Regions from separate parts of the Sus scrofa genome. Here all the other regions are linked to region 3. A link is a contact called in public Hi-C data. All regions are on one chromosome and are shown on one strand. Each heading gives the region's core, a stretch centred on a gene start, on an enhancer-like site or on the middle of the called end of the contact. The rest is flanking DNA. Distances are from core to core; before and after follow the strand shown.

Evidence for each region. Hi-C and Micro-C count contacts between places; a contact is called where the count stands out from the background.
Region 1: a contact with region 3 is called in a Hi-C map of skeletal muscle, with 7 times the contacts expected there. The contact joins two enhancer-like sites. A contact is called at or near these places in 2 of 47 Hi-C or Micro-C datasets (both in skeletal muscle) and 1 of 2 datasets of contacts at active chromatin or transcription factors (skeletal muscle).
Region 2: a contact with region 3 is called in a Hi-C map of skeletal muscle, with 5 times the contacts expected there. The contact joins two enhancer-like sites. A contact is called at or near these places in 1 of 47 Hi-C or Micro-C datasets (skeletal muscle) and 1 of 2 datasets of contacts at active chromatin or transcription factors (skeletal muscle).

The regions. Positions count from the first base shown.
Region 1 is chr1:208,822,873-208,827,241 of Sscrofa11.1, forward strand. No RefSeq gene overlaps it. Among named protein-coding and RNA genes, the nearest start is that of MPDZ, 360 kb to the right of the region's middle. Within about 2 kb of position 2,444, at least 16 of the 83 cell types and tissues checked have an H3K27ac peak or open chromatin away from gene starts, as enhancers often do. A contact at or near this core is called in skeletal muscle, where this site is marked.
Region 2 is chr1:208,794,213-208,798,610 of Sscrofa11.1, forward strand. No RefSeq gene overlaps it. Among named protein-coding and RNA genes, the nearest start is that of MPDZ, 390 kb to the right of the region's middle. Within about 2 kb of position 2,964, at least 6 of the 83 cell types and tissues checked have an H3K27ac peak or open chromatin away from gene starts, as enhancers often do. A contact at or near this core is called in skeletal muscle, where this site is marked.
Region 3 is chr1:208,513,325-208,518,200 of Sscrofa11.1, forward strand. No RefSeq gene overlaps it. Among named protein-coding and RNA genes, the nearest start is that of NFIB, 330 kb to the left of the region's middle. Within about 2 kb of position 2,422, at least 10 of the 83 cell types and tissues checked have an H3K27ac peak or open chromatin away from gene starts, as enhancers often do. A contact at or near this core is called in skeletal muscle, where this site is marked.

The DNA of each region.
Region 1 (4,369 bases), core at 1,194-3,693, 310 kb after region 3:
AAAATTCTTAAGAAAGAATTCAAAGATCTAAATAAATGAAAAGACATAGCATGTTCATGAATTGTGGGACTCAATGTAGTAGGGATATAAATTCTCCCCAAATTGATACATAGGTTTAATTCACCCAGTATGTCTAAAGTTGGAGACTAGTAAGCTGCTTAGGCATCAACTCTTAGGGGACAATATTTTGTTAAGATCATTTTAGTTTTGAGTATGGAGCTCTGCTGTGCAAGACCAGAACTTTTAATTCTAGGGTATTATAGAGTAAATAGTAAAGTACTATTTTGTTTTACAATGGACAAAGAGTGGGAAAGGATTTGGGGGCTACTCTACAAATCACATGGACATTAACAATCAAGATGGTGTGTTGGCAAGAAATCTGATCTGCAATCTGATTTTGTTTGGCTAGCAATATTGCTGTTGTTATTAATGAGATTTAGAGTGCCTTCCGTGGAGACCTGCACTCTCCTATTCACCACTGTCCCCATAACTTCTATTGTATGACACTTGGCCCTGCCTCCTTTACTTACATAACCTGTCTGTTTTCCTGTACAGGCTAGGACTTGTAACTCTTGACTTATAATATTGTTGCAACAAAAACAAATCAATTCCAAGTTCAAATAAATGACCTTACAAACAAACTTTTACAACCATAAGTTGATTAGACAGGGATTTTTAAGACATGCCAATAAAACACACAGGAAACTGGATATTGAGGTCCAGGAGAGAGGGTTTCAAGATTTAGTACTAGCTAGGTATGGCTTCTCCTTCCAAAGGTACTTAAAAGCTAAAATAGGTTTAATGAGTTTTTTTTTTTTTTTTAAGAAGCCGTATAAGTATTCTGAACAAGAAAGAATATAAGGTAGTTAAAAGTAATTTTTCCATGTAAAATTTGATCATTTATCTGCATTCTGCAACACTGTATGCCACACCAGTGACCAGAAAATCACCTTCATCAGGCTCAGTGTTTTTCATTTCAAACTGATCCTTCCTTGGCAGATTCTTATTCTTTAACTCCTTTTTTGAAATACTTCATATGGACAGCTGTCCCTCTACAGTTAGAACAACTGCTCTGTAGTCTGGTAGATGCTCAGGTGGATAATGTTATACTTTGTTTCCATTAATTCAAATGAAAGATCACTTTTGTTCTTTAGTTCCATTTGGGAGAGCATCCCATATTCTAATAGATGCTTGGGACGCAAAATGGCCATATCAGCGGCATGTTTACAAACTGTCTCTGAACCCATGATGTTTGCATTTGGTATGTATCTTCGGTTTTAGCCCATGAATTTTATTTCATTTGAGATATTGTATGTGACATTCCTTTGCTCACAGTATTTGTTTCAGCAGGGTAAAGAGGAATTGTGAGAAAAGCAAGACATTTGCACTTATGTGGACACTCATAACAAAAATTTCCTGCTTTAGGCCCTTGTGTGAGTTATATATCATCACTGGTTTTTCTACTTTCTCAAATATAAAAAGGATATACTAATGCTTTCTTCAGCAGTCTATTACAAAAATTAAACAGATAATGCACTTAAGAGTGCTGAGATATAAAGGTGTGCAATGCAGTTTTTCTACTTTCAGAGTGAATCATCTTCCAGCTCTATCCCCAAATTAGGGGGTGGGGAGGATGCTGGTGAGAGACTTACTGGTATTTCCTTAGTACTAATTAAGGGACAAATGTTTAAATATAAACCTCTCACGCAGGTAATTATTTCCTATAATATTTATGATATAATTGAGTACTATATTGTATACCATAAATTATGGCTTAAAAATGACTTTGTCTGCGTTCCAAATTACAATTTATGTTTCTATGGGAAAATGTATTCCAGATTTTAAATAATCAACTCAAAAAAAAAAAAAAGAAATTTTGTATCATAGCCTACTCATAAATCAAAACTGGTAAGAGTATCTAACTTTTACCTTTTTATATCCTAAGATTTTAAATTTCTGCAGAAAAGGTCCTATCAGTGACTAATAAGATGTTTTGTTCATAGTAGGTAACCAGTAAATCTTTTTTGGTTTACTTTGATTTTTACAACTAAGGATGAAAGGAGATCAACAGGGGCAGGCAGATTGAATATAAACGTGGCCCCAATTTGTCTTCTCTCTATATCTACACCTCATTACAATGTGAATTTGCAACTCCTCCTTCAAGAACTAGATTCTGTCCTTCTCCGTGAGATCTGGTCTGGCCTTATTCCAGAATGTGGCTAAGGTACAATATGCCAGTTATAAGTCTCAACTAGAAGAGGCCCTTCCTGCTTCCATACTTTCTTGGAACTCTGCCACAGTCATTTAAATAAACTAGACTAGCCTGCTGGAGAGTGAGAAATGATGTAAGGAGAGTACAACTGTCCCAGCTAAGGTCAGCCCAGACCAGTTTACAACCAGCTGACCTCCAAATATGTGAAAGAGCCCAGCCTAGAGCTGCCGGCTTAATCTCCAGTCGACCACAGATCCAAGGGTAAACCCAGCCAAGACCAGAATAGCTACTCTGCTGACCTGTAGACTCATGAGCAGTCATACATGCTTGTTGTTTGAAGTCACTGAGTTTGAGGTTTGCTTGTAGCACAGCAATAAATAATTCATATGTCAGCTAGGTTAGGTTCTGGGCAATGTATGGAGGCTAGTTTGGAAGTATTGTGGGTATATCATGGTGGTCACAAAAATGTGACTTTAGCATTTCAAAAAGAAATTTTTTTAGCTCACTAGATTATTCAATTTTAGAAAAGCAAGCTACAAGAAAACTGTAGGCATTAGTCTGGGGGATAAAAATGAATACATATATTTTCAAGTACCTTTTAAAATCTTGGTGACCTCTAAAAATACCAATTACCTATTAGAAGGCCAAAAAGCTGTGTGCCATGCATCTAAATCTCAGACATTCCAAAAAAAAAAAAAAATTCCTCCTGCTTTACGGGCAATAAGTATCCCAGAGGCTATTCTGGAAGAGGCTATTCTTGGGGAAAGCATCTTTTAAAAACTAGGAAGTCAGCCTGCCCAAGAGAAGCAATAACAGAGCCCAGGAAATATGGGCAGTCAGATGCTAACTCAGAAGTAAATAGATCCCCTATACAGACACACACACACACACAGAGACACACAGACACACACACACACATACACACACACACACACACACAGCTCTCTGCAAGCAATGGCAAAGCCCACAATATGCAGTTCTTTAAATAAATTGAAGGGAGGAAGCCAGCCAAAAACAGCGAGATGGATATAGTGCAAAAGGTCCATAGAAAAAATGAGAAAGGAGATAACAGAGACTCAATTAATTTTTGGCTGAAATCATTCCTGAGGAAGACCTTAGGGAGTTTCCCACTCTGAAATTGTCTTTTGACAGAACCAGGTCAGAGGTAAGAGAACAAATAATACTAAAAGCACGAGGTGTGCAAAAATGAACTAGCAGACTGTGGGTAATTCATTTGTACATTCTCATCCTGGCGTCCAATCTGGTATTTTGAAGAAACTACAGGATGAGAGGACATGTTCACAACCAAAATGTGCAGAGGACTCTCCTCAAAGGACACTTGATTTTTTATCTGGGCATTGGCAGAACCTATGTAAAAGAGTGGGATTGTGTGCTGGTTATGCAAAATATGATTGAATTTTTTTTCAAGCTGCTATAGAAGGTTAGTATAGAAAGTGCAGTTTCTTTCTCCCAGATTTCAAAGGAGGGGAACCAAGTTTTATGCTGTGAATTCTGAGTTTTCTGCTCCAAGCAGTTATTCACAGCTTTTGCCAGTTAGAAATAAAAGTTGCCCTCAAACCATAACCCCTACCCTAATTTAATCTTTGAGAATAGTCTAGGATTGTTGAGTATGGGTTCCTGAGGAAGAAGTGGATGAAAGCTGAAGGTAGAAGAGATGGAAAAAATATGGTATGCCTGAGTTTGGTGAAGATTCCCTAAGACTGAGAGAAGCAAGAGGGCTTGGGTGGTTTCCACAAATGGCAGATGGGATCTGGAGTGAGAAGTAGCAGCAGGGTACCTATGTGGGCTACTGTGTGAGGTGTTGAGAACAGTAGTGAAGATTTCAGTAATTAGATCTGAGGCTGGCAAAGAGGACCGCTGGGGCAGACGAGTCTGAGTAGGCACAGTGTGTCATGCTCGAGTGATGGCAAGGGCAGCCTTGGCAGAAACAACAGCTAATCAGAGGAGGAACAGCACTGATGGTAATTTCCATGGACTAAGAGCTTGGCTCATGCCTCTGTTTTTTTGTTGTCCAATGATCATTAATATCAAACGCCTCAACTGTCTTGAGTGGGATTCAGAACTTAGATATGTGACATTTATTGTGTATGAGTATTCCCAGAAAATACTTAACCTACTCCTACAACTTATCAAAGT
Region 2 (4,398 bases), core at 1,714-4,213, 280 kb after region 3:
AGCCAATCTTCCCAATTCAATATATAAATTTAACACAGTCTCATCAATCAATGTCCTGACAAGTTGTGTTGTGGATATTGACAAACTGATCTCTAAAGTTTATATGAAGAGGTAAAAGTCGCCTCAATATTAAAGGAGAAAAAATAAGTCAAAGATACTACCTGACTTTAAGATGTGCTATGGAGCAACAGTAATCATGGCTGTGTGGTTTTGGCAAAAGAAGACACAAATAGATTAGTGGAACAAAATAGCCTAGAAAAAGACTCACAAAAATATAGTCAATAGATCTTTGACAAAGGAGCAAAGGCAGTACGATGGAGAAAAGATAGTCTTTTCAACATATGATGACATCCACATGCAAAAAAAAATGAACCTAGTCACATTCATTGTCCTTCACAAAAATTTATTCAAAGTGGATCATAAACCTAAATGTAAAATGCAAAACTATAAAACTCCTGTAAGTTAATACTGGAGAAAATCTGGATGACCAAATGCATGATCCATGAAACAAAAAAATGAGTGTTAGACGTCAACAAAATTAAAAATTTCTGCTTAGCTTCACTGTCAAGAGAATGAGAATACAAGTCTTAGGCTGAGAGAAAATATTTGCAAAAGATACATCTGATAAAGGATTGTTATTCAAAATATATGAAGAACTCTTAAAATTCAAGAGTAAGAAAACAACAATTCAGTTAAAAAATAGGCAAAAGATTCCAAGGAGGTTACATTCTGGCAAAGATAAAATTATAAAGACAATAAAAATTTCAGTGATTGTCAGAGGTTGGGTGTAGGGTGGGGGAATGAATAGGTGGTACACAGAGGATTTTTTGGGAAGTGAACATACTTTGTATGAATCTATATGATGGATACATGTCATTATACATTTTCCAAGCTCATAGCATATACAATACCAAGAGAGAACCACATTGTGAACTATACACTTTGGATGATTATGATGTGTCAATGTAGTCTTATCAATTGTAACAAGTGTACCACCGGTAGAGGCCCTTGATAATGGGAAAAACTAAGCCTGTGTATGATCATAGAGTATATGGAAAATCTCTGTAACTTTCAATTTTCTGTGAACATAAAACCATTCTAAGAATAATCTTCTAAAAATGGGCAAAAGACGTGAACAAACACTTCTCCAAAGAACATATACAGATGGCAAGAAGGATATGAAAAGATGCTCAACCTTCTATGTAACTTGGGAATTGCAAATAATGAAATATTATTAAACACTTATTAGAATGGCCAAATTCCAGAACACTGACAACACCAAATGCTGATAAGAATATAGAATAACAGGAATGCTCGTTTGTTGCCAGTGAAAATGCAGAGTGGTACAGTCACTTAGCTGTTTCTTACCAAACTAAACGTATTTTTAGTACATAATCCGGTAATCACACTTCTGATTATTGACCCAAATGGACCCAAACATTTGTCCACACAAAATCCTGCACACAGTGTTTATCAGAGCTTTATTCATAATTGACAAAACTTTTAAGCAACCAGGATGTCATTTGGTGTGTTAGTGGATAATTCTAGTACATCCAGATAGCGGAAAGTTATTCAGCCCTAAATAGAAATGAGCTACCAAGCCATGAAAAAACATAGAAGAATCTTAAAATACATATTACTAAGTTAAAGACACCAATTTCAAAAGGATACATACTATATAATTCTAAGTGTATGTTAGTCTGGAAAAGGCAAAACTATGGAGAGAGTAAAAAGATGAGCGACTGACGAGTTAGGGCAAAGGGATGCATGAATAGGCCGATCTCAGAGGATTTTCAAGGCAGTGAGACTATTTTGGATGACACTACAATGATGGATACAAGTCATAAATTTGTTCAAATCCACAGAATGTACAACACCAAGCGTGAACCCTAGTGAAAACTGGACTCTGTGTAATAATGACATGTCAATGCAACTTTGTCAGTCATAACAAATGTACCACCATGTTGCGGAATTTCCATTGTGAGTGTGTGGGGACAGTGGGGATATAGGAGTTTTCTGTACTTCCTACTCAATTTTGCTGTGAACCTAGAAGAGCTCTAAACAATAAAATGTAGTAATTAAATACATTAGTAATTTATACTTAGTCTATTTTGAATGTGTTAACAAATATTAATAATAGTCTTTGGTACCTGTAGCAAATTATAACTAGTCTAATTTATATAGTATGTATGTATGTGTATATATATAAATTATCTATTGAATATATTTATCATATAATCACTGTATTACTGAAACATCAAAATATTATATATAACTATTATATTTTATAAATATTGAATATATGTAATATATGTTACAAAATTATAGTATATATATACATATGAATATATTTTATATACATATACCTATGAAAAGATCATTATATACATATATATACACACACACATAAATAAGCTAATTATATTCATGTAACTATTCTAACACTTAAATTCAGGCTTTCAAACTTCTAATTAAATGATAATAATTATATTATAAAGGGAGGTAAATTGGCAAAGCATGTTTTCTTCTTGCCAGTACTACCCTAGAAGCCTTTAAGGTAGGATCATTTTCCATTTCTATTTTTAAGTGAGTAAACAAAGTCATGGGAAGGTGAGTAACTATCTCAGAGCTATCCAGAGTTTCCTAAGTACAGCTAAGTTTAGACCTAGCCATCTGTGAGCTTGAGAACTGTTTTAGCCCAACCGGGTAGCTCTGTAACTCTGAGTCCCTCAGACTCTGAGCTACCCCTTATTCATCTTTCAGATGCAAGTGTTGCCTTATGAAATCTCTGGTTTTCTTTCCAGTCCTCATATCTGTGTGGTTAGTAGGATGGAAAAGAGACAATGCTTACATCTAAGAGAAAGGGATCTTTTTCATCATTTGCTTTACACAGGATGTAAAGTTCAGAGGGAGAACTGCCCTAGAGGTACCTTTATCAGCAAAGTTCCCAGCTCCTTCATCCCCACCAGCCCTGACACTCACATAGACAGAGCAGCCCATTAATCAGAGGATGATGTGGGAACACTATCACACTGAGGCTGTCATTTGAAGAATCTCCTCCTGTCAACAAAGATCCACTGAAGATGTTACCACAACAGAAAATCTTCCATCCAACAAGAGATTTTCTAAAACCTCTTCTTTCCAGCAAAGCTTTCCATAGGTTAAAATCTTTTCAATTTGTTTGTACAAGGCTTTAGCGTTAAAAAGTCATTATGTTCTGAATAATCTCTAATCAGTTCTCAACGTCAACCTGTAAGACGGGCAGGAAAGGAACTTTAATTCCCATTTTACAGTTGGACACTGAAACACTGAAGAAAAGGAAGCATTTGTCCAAGGTCACTGTAATAATAGTGACACAGTTGGAATTAGAGTTCAAACTTTTTCACTCTCAGTCAAGTGCTCTTTCATCACCAGAAGTGTTTGACCTACAGACTTTTTTTTTTTTTTTTTTTTTTTTGTCTTTTTGCTATTTCTTTGGGCCGCTCCCACGGCATATGGAGGTTCCCAGGCTAGGGGTTGAATCGGAGCTGTAGCCACCGGCCTACGCCAGAGCCACAGCAACGCGGGATCCGAGCCGCATCTGCGACCTACACCACAGCTCAGGGCAACGCCGGATCGTTAACCCACTGAGCAAGGGCAGGGACCGCACCCGCAACCTCATGGTTCCTAGTCGGATTCATTAACCACTGCACCACAACGGGAACTCCTGACCTACAGACTTTTAATGGATGGAAACCTAGAGAAACCAAGCCACACTATGGCCATCACTGTCTTTCAAAGTTACCAGTGAGAGAGCTGGGGCCCTGGAAAGACTAGGAATGGATGTCATTTCCAGCCTGAGACGATGGGTCTCAACTTTTCAGAAGCCTCCTAGGCCAGCAGGTGGAGCCTCTTGCCACGCTCGTTTCCAAAGATAGAATGTTTGTTGTTGTTCTTTTTCTTTCTTTAAAAACCAAACCAACCAAATAATATATACATTACTAGTCAACCAGCTCAGGGCAGAACAAGGTTCTAAAGTCCTTGCATTTGTTTTAACTTTCTTCAGGTGCTGAGCGGGAGGTTCATGATCACTGACCTGGAGGTTCAAGTACACACAGAGACACAAAGGAATTTCAGAAAGGAATCTGAGGTTTTGTGCAAGGCGGAGAACAGTGAATATGCTCAGTGAGGCATACTAGCTTTGCAAACACAGAAAGGAATGGAGGAGCAGCACATGGGGTGGTATGTGCCTCCAAACTGCTGTCAGCAGGCACTGGATCCAGAAACAGCAGGAGACAGGCTTCCTCTTTAAAGAAAAGACAGTTGGAATCCCTGAGTGTTTGCCTGGTAAATAGCCGCCTGAGCCATATGAGGGTGTAATGCCCCCTTTATGCAGGTCTATAGAACATCCTTCCTTTC
Region 3 (4,876 bases), core at 1,172-3,671:
ACATTAGTTAGTGTAAAGGCCAAAATATTATGTCAGAGAGACCTAAACAGGAAATGGCTATGGCAAGGGAGAATGTGTTTCTCTCTGATATGATAAACAGGGTGCTTTAGGGTGGCAGCAACCCTGTGATCAAGGACCCAGGTTTCTTCTGTCTCACTGATTCACTACTCCCTTGAGTATTGCCTCACTTGATCAATGGAAGCTGTTTTCCCAACTATGGTCCAGGCTATGAGAAGGAGGAAAAAGCAGGCAGGAGTCTATTGATTTAGAGCTCAGACCTGGATGTTGCATACCCTTTGGGAAGAGTTAATTACAGGTCATACACCTAACTACCAAAGATGCTGGAGAATGTCATTTCTAGTTTATGTCTTGTTGCACTCTATTATAGAAGAAGGAGAAAGCAGGTTTTGGTGTGCAAAGCTCCCCATACCAGTGAAGTGGCAGGGCTGGGAAGCAGAAATCACTTCATAATGCTGGGATCTGAATCTTAAGGTATAAAGAGAGCGCTAGTGAAGGAGTTAGCATTTGCTTCTGGAGTTCCCGCTGTGGCACAGTTGGTTAAGAATCTGACTGCAGTGGCTCTGGTTGCTGCTGAGGTGTGGGTTCAATCCCTGGCTCAGCACAATGGGTAAAAGGACCCAGCATAGACTGCAGCTGCAGCTCAGATTCAATCCCTGGCCCAGGAACTTCCATATGCAGCCAGCGCAGCCATAAAATAAAAATTAAAAAAAAAAAAAAAAAAAAAAAAAAAAAGAGTACTTAGGAGTTCCTGCATGGCTCAGTGAGTTAAAGATCTCATGTTGTCACAGCTGCAGCTCAGGTAGCTACTGTGGCATGGGTTCAATCCCTGGCCATGGAACTTCTGTATGCCATGGGCTCATTCAAAAAGAAAAAAAAAATAATTTGCTTCTGAAAAGTGTGGAGCCTCATTGGGCAGGGATCAGATAGTGAATAATTTGCCAGAGGGAATTTTATCTTTAGGTAAGCCAAACAACTATGTTACTCATCAGGTTGAAATTCTGTTTTGTCATGGTATCTTTAATAAAATGGATGTGATCTCTTACTTGAACGTAAGAAGAATCAACATAGCAGTTTCCTCCTTCCTACTTACCAAAACACGGGTGCAGGGCCTATGGGTGAGATGTAGTGATAAAGTGTAAATAAAGTAGAATGTCTTCATCTCCTAAGAGTTGGAGATGGGCTAGTGTGGAAGAAAAAGCACTGATCTTTGGGGTCTAATCAGGAGAACTGGGCTTGACCTTGACTTGGCTTTGCCTCTAGATGGATGACTTTTCCCACACCACTTGAGTTCTCTAGCACTTATCTCTAAATTAGGTGGTTTGACAAAAGAAGCTAGAAATTCTTCTTCAGCCTAAAAATAGAAATATTGCACTTTAAATAGGCCTTAAACCTGAGGTGTGAAACCAGCTAGCAAGGGAGCTCCAGAAGTGTTTGCGGAATTGAATTAAATTTTCAATTTTAATTTGAACAAAGTCTATGAATTCCGGACCCTCAGCCCACATGGAAAGCCCACCAGCTAACATCATAGCAGCAGCAACCACAACACAGCCTAGTGAATTGTCTGTGGTCTCTCATGAACTGTCTGAGGAGATATTTTATTTTGATCCATCTATTCCAGATTCTGATTCCATTGAATGATGAGTGAAGGGGAGATTCCAAGAGAAAAGCCCCCAGACAGCTAATGGTCACAGGGCATCTTGTATCACAAAGGTTTATAGAGAAAGAGTTCACAGTGGAACACCTAATGTGCTCTTTCCCAGTGATAATTCTGATGTCTTTGGGAAGGGAATTGTGAGAGGTTGGCATCCAGATCACTCTGGGTTGGCATTGAGTTTGGGCAGCAGAACACACTCTCAGTTCTGTGCAGCTGCCTTGGGAGTGACAGACACATTCCCGCTGTTCTGGACCTGGTTCAGAGAGGAAGGAAAGCGGTTAGAGTCAGTGATGGTGGTGGCTCAAGGAGCCAAGGAGGACAGAGGTGAGGGATTTGGGCCAAATGCAGTGCACTAAGCTGGAAATTCACTAGAACCTTGGGACTCACAGTGACTTAAAGAATCATGTGACCTCCCCTGACCACTTGCAAGAGCCATAGTCTGATTTCTGCATCTTAAAAAAAATAAAATAGCACCTACTAGAGGTTCAGTCTTAAGTGAATTTAATCATTTCTAGCTGTCAGCTGAAGGGCAAGAATTCTGGATTCGCAATTAGAATCAATGGATAGCAAGGTGTGTGTGCAAACCAGCAATGCTTTGATGGCAAATCCTTCCTTTTCAGATCTTTCTGAAAGACTGATTTACTTATAAATTCGAATTTCCTCTGGATTAGTGATCACTGCAGCAATTCAAATGCTAGTGGGGCAGGGGTGGGGTGTGTGTGGGTAGAATCAGTATCATGTTTTCCTTGAAAATGGGTGACGTCGGACACCTGGGCCTCTGTTCATCCTCGGACGCTGTACCAGAGCAAGCTGGACACAATGCCGTCCTCGTTCTGAATCAGAATCCATCTGTACTCTCCAGTGGGGCAGACAAAAGCGGATTGTTAGCACTTCAAGGCTCTTTGACAGAGTCATACCGCTTGACTCTTTATTAATTGCCCCATCTGCTACGTGAGCACTCTCTGACACACGTTGGTGCAGAACCCTTAAAGCCCTTCGTCTGCTTCCTATTGGTTCCACATGTGTTTGTATTTGTTCTCAGTAGGCAGAGATTCCAGAGAGAAAATGAACCGCTGCAGATCGATTGCAGTATCAGTCATGCAGAAGACATGGTGCAGTGTGCCATTTGATTTTGATCTGCTTTTAACCCTTGCCAGGCAGTTGCCCTGGCTTCTTGGTTTGGTTGGCTTCAGTTTTCTGTTTCAAGTTTCAGATGCTCAAAGTAAGAGAAAAGGCAGTGTGAGGCTGAATTTTAGGAAAGACAGCATTTCCCCTTTAAGTCATCGGGTCCTCAAAACGTTCCCTCTCTGCCTGGGATAGAGCTATAGAAAAGGCAAAGAGCATTAATTGTGTGTGTGTGAGAGTGTGTATTATTGCTGCCCAAAAAAGATATGCGTTGTTTATATAGCCAGTGATAACTCTCAACAAAAGTACACTGGCAGCACTGGCAGGTTCTGGGCTCATGATGATAAAAGACAGACCAACCCGACTTGATGGTTTACTTAGGCGACCATTCTCCTCTGTGTGATTTGTCTTTGTCCCTTCCTTTCTTATTTTGTTTTAAAGAGATCCAATGAGATTGAGTTAAGGATATGGTGTCTATTTCAGCCTCAGCTTCGCAATTTCCACATTTAGCCTGGATTGAGTTACAGGCATCACGATGCTGGGATATTTTTCTATGTTCGACTTGGAGGTAGAAGAGAGAAACAGGAAGGGTGTGGTTCTCCTTTCAAAGTTCCTTTATCCCGGGGTCTGGAGGCTGCATGGATGTGCGTATGTTTATATATACAAGGGAGGGGTGCGTGTGAAGGAGAGGGGAAAGGAAAAAAAGTACTGCACAGCAAACAAAGCTTTTGCCCCTTAATCATGCTTCTTATCATCTCATTAAAGATATTTGAGCTCTCTGCTATTTATTGAAACTTCAGGAACACAGAGGTGGAGACCCTGAGGGAGGGCTGAACCCTTGTCTCACTCCACAGTGGGAACCTAAGGTTTAGGGGAGCCTTAGTACAGCTTTTTTTTTGACCCCTGAAATCTCATTTTCTGTCCTGTTCCCCTCGTTAAGATTTTGAGCCCTGCTATGCTGATTAAAACAGGGACTGTCCCTCACCTGTCCTGTCTTCCCAAGAAGGGAAAACTGTATCTTTGGGACTCTTGCTGTTGGAGACAATAGAAAACATAGTCAAAACTGGCTTACATTAAAAAGGTACTTTATAAATTCATATAACTTGGGGGGTAGGGCTGGCTTTGCTCATGACTGACCTGGGAGACCCAAAAGTCCTCAGCAGCTGGTCCATTTCCACCTTTGACCCATTTTTGCTTTTCCAAAGTCTAATTTCCTTCTCAGACCTCCATATATTGTTATGACGGCTGCATGATAGGGCCTTCCAGTTTCATGTCCAGGTGGTGGAAAGAGAACCTGTCTTTCTTCTAGGAGCCTCAGAAAATGTCTTATGGGATCTGGCTTAGATTAATCCACATGCACAACTGGAAAGCAACCTTGTGGCTAGGGGAATGCAGTTCTCTGGCCAAGGCTGAAGCTCTCATGTCTGGGAGCTGGAGTAGAAGTCAGCCTGAAGTTCATTTGGGAGAAGGTTGTTTCTAAGAGAAAAATCTGGGCATTGTTATCAAAAGGAAGAAGGAGCGGAGGCTGCCTCTTCAAACAGTCTGAAAATTATCTGTTGCAAGAGTCTTAGAAATTTATAGGACAAAGGTAATTTGGTCAATCAACTTCATTATGAATGTATGTGATATGTTTCTCTCTCCCATATGTGTGTGTATATGTGTGTGGACACTGGTCAAAGACATTGATTTTGAAATCAATTGTCCTGGGCTCAAATCTTCATTCTAGCAGTAACTAATTCATGGACTTTTGGACAAGTTACTTAAAATTTGAGGTTTGCTTTATATTTATGCTATAGAAATTGGTGGCTGGATTAACTCAGCATAATCTTTTTTTTTTTTTTTTTTTTTTGTCTTTTTGTCTTTTTGTCTTTTCTAGGGCTGCTCCCATGGCATATGGAGGTTCCCAGGCTAGGGGTCTAATCAGAGCTGTAGCCGCCAACCTATGCCAGAGCCACAGCAATGCCAGATCTGAGCCACATCTGCAGCCTACGCCACAACTCATGGCAATGCCAGATCCTTAACCCACTGAGTAAGGCCAGGGATTGAACTTACAACCTCATTGTTCCTAGTCAGATT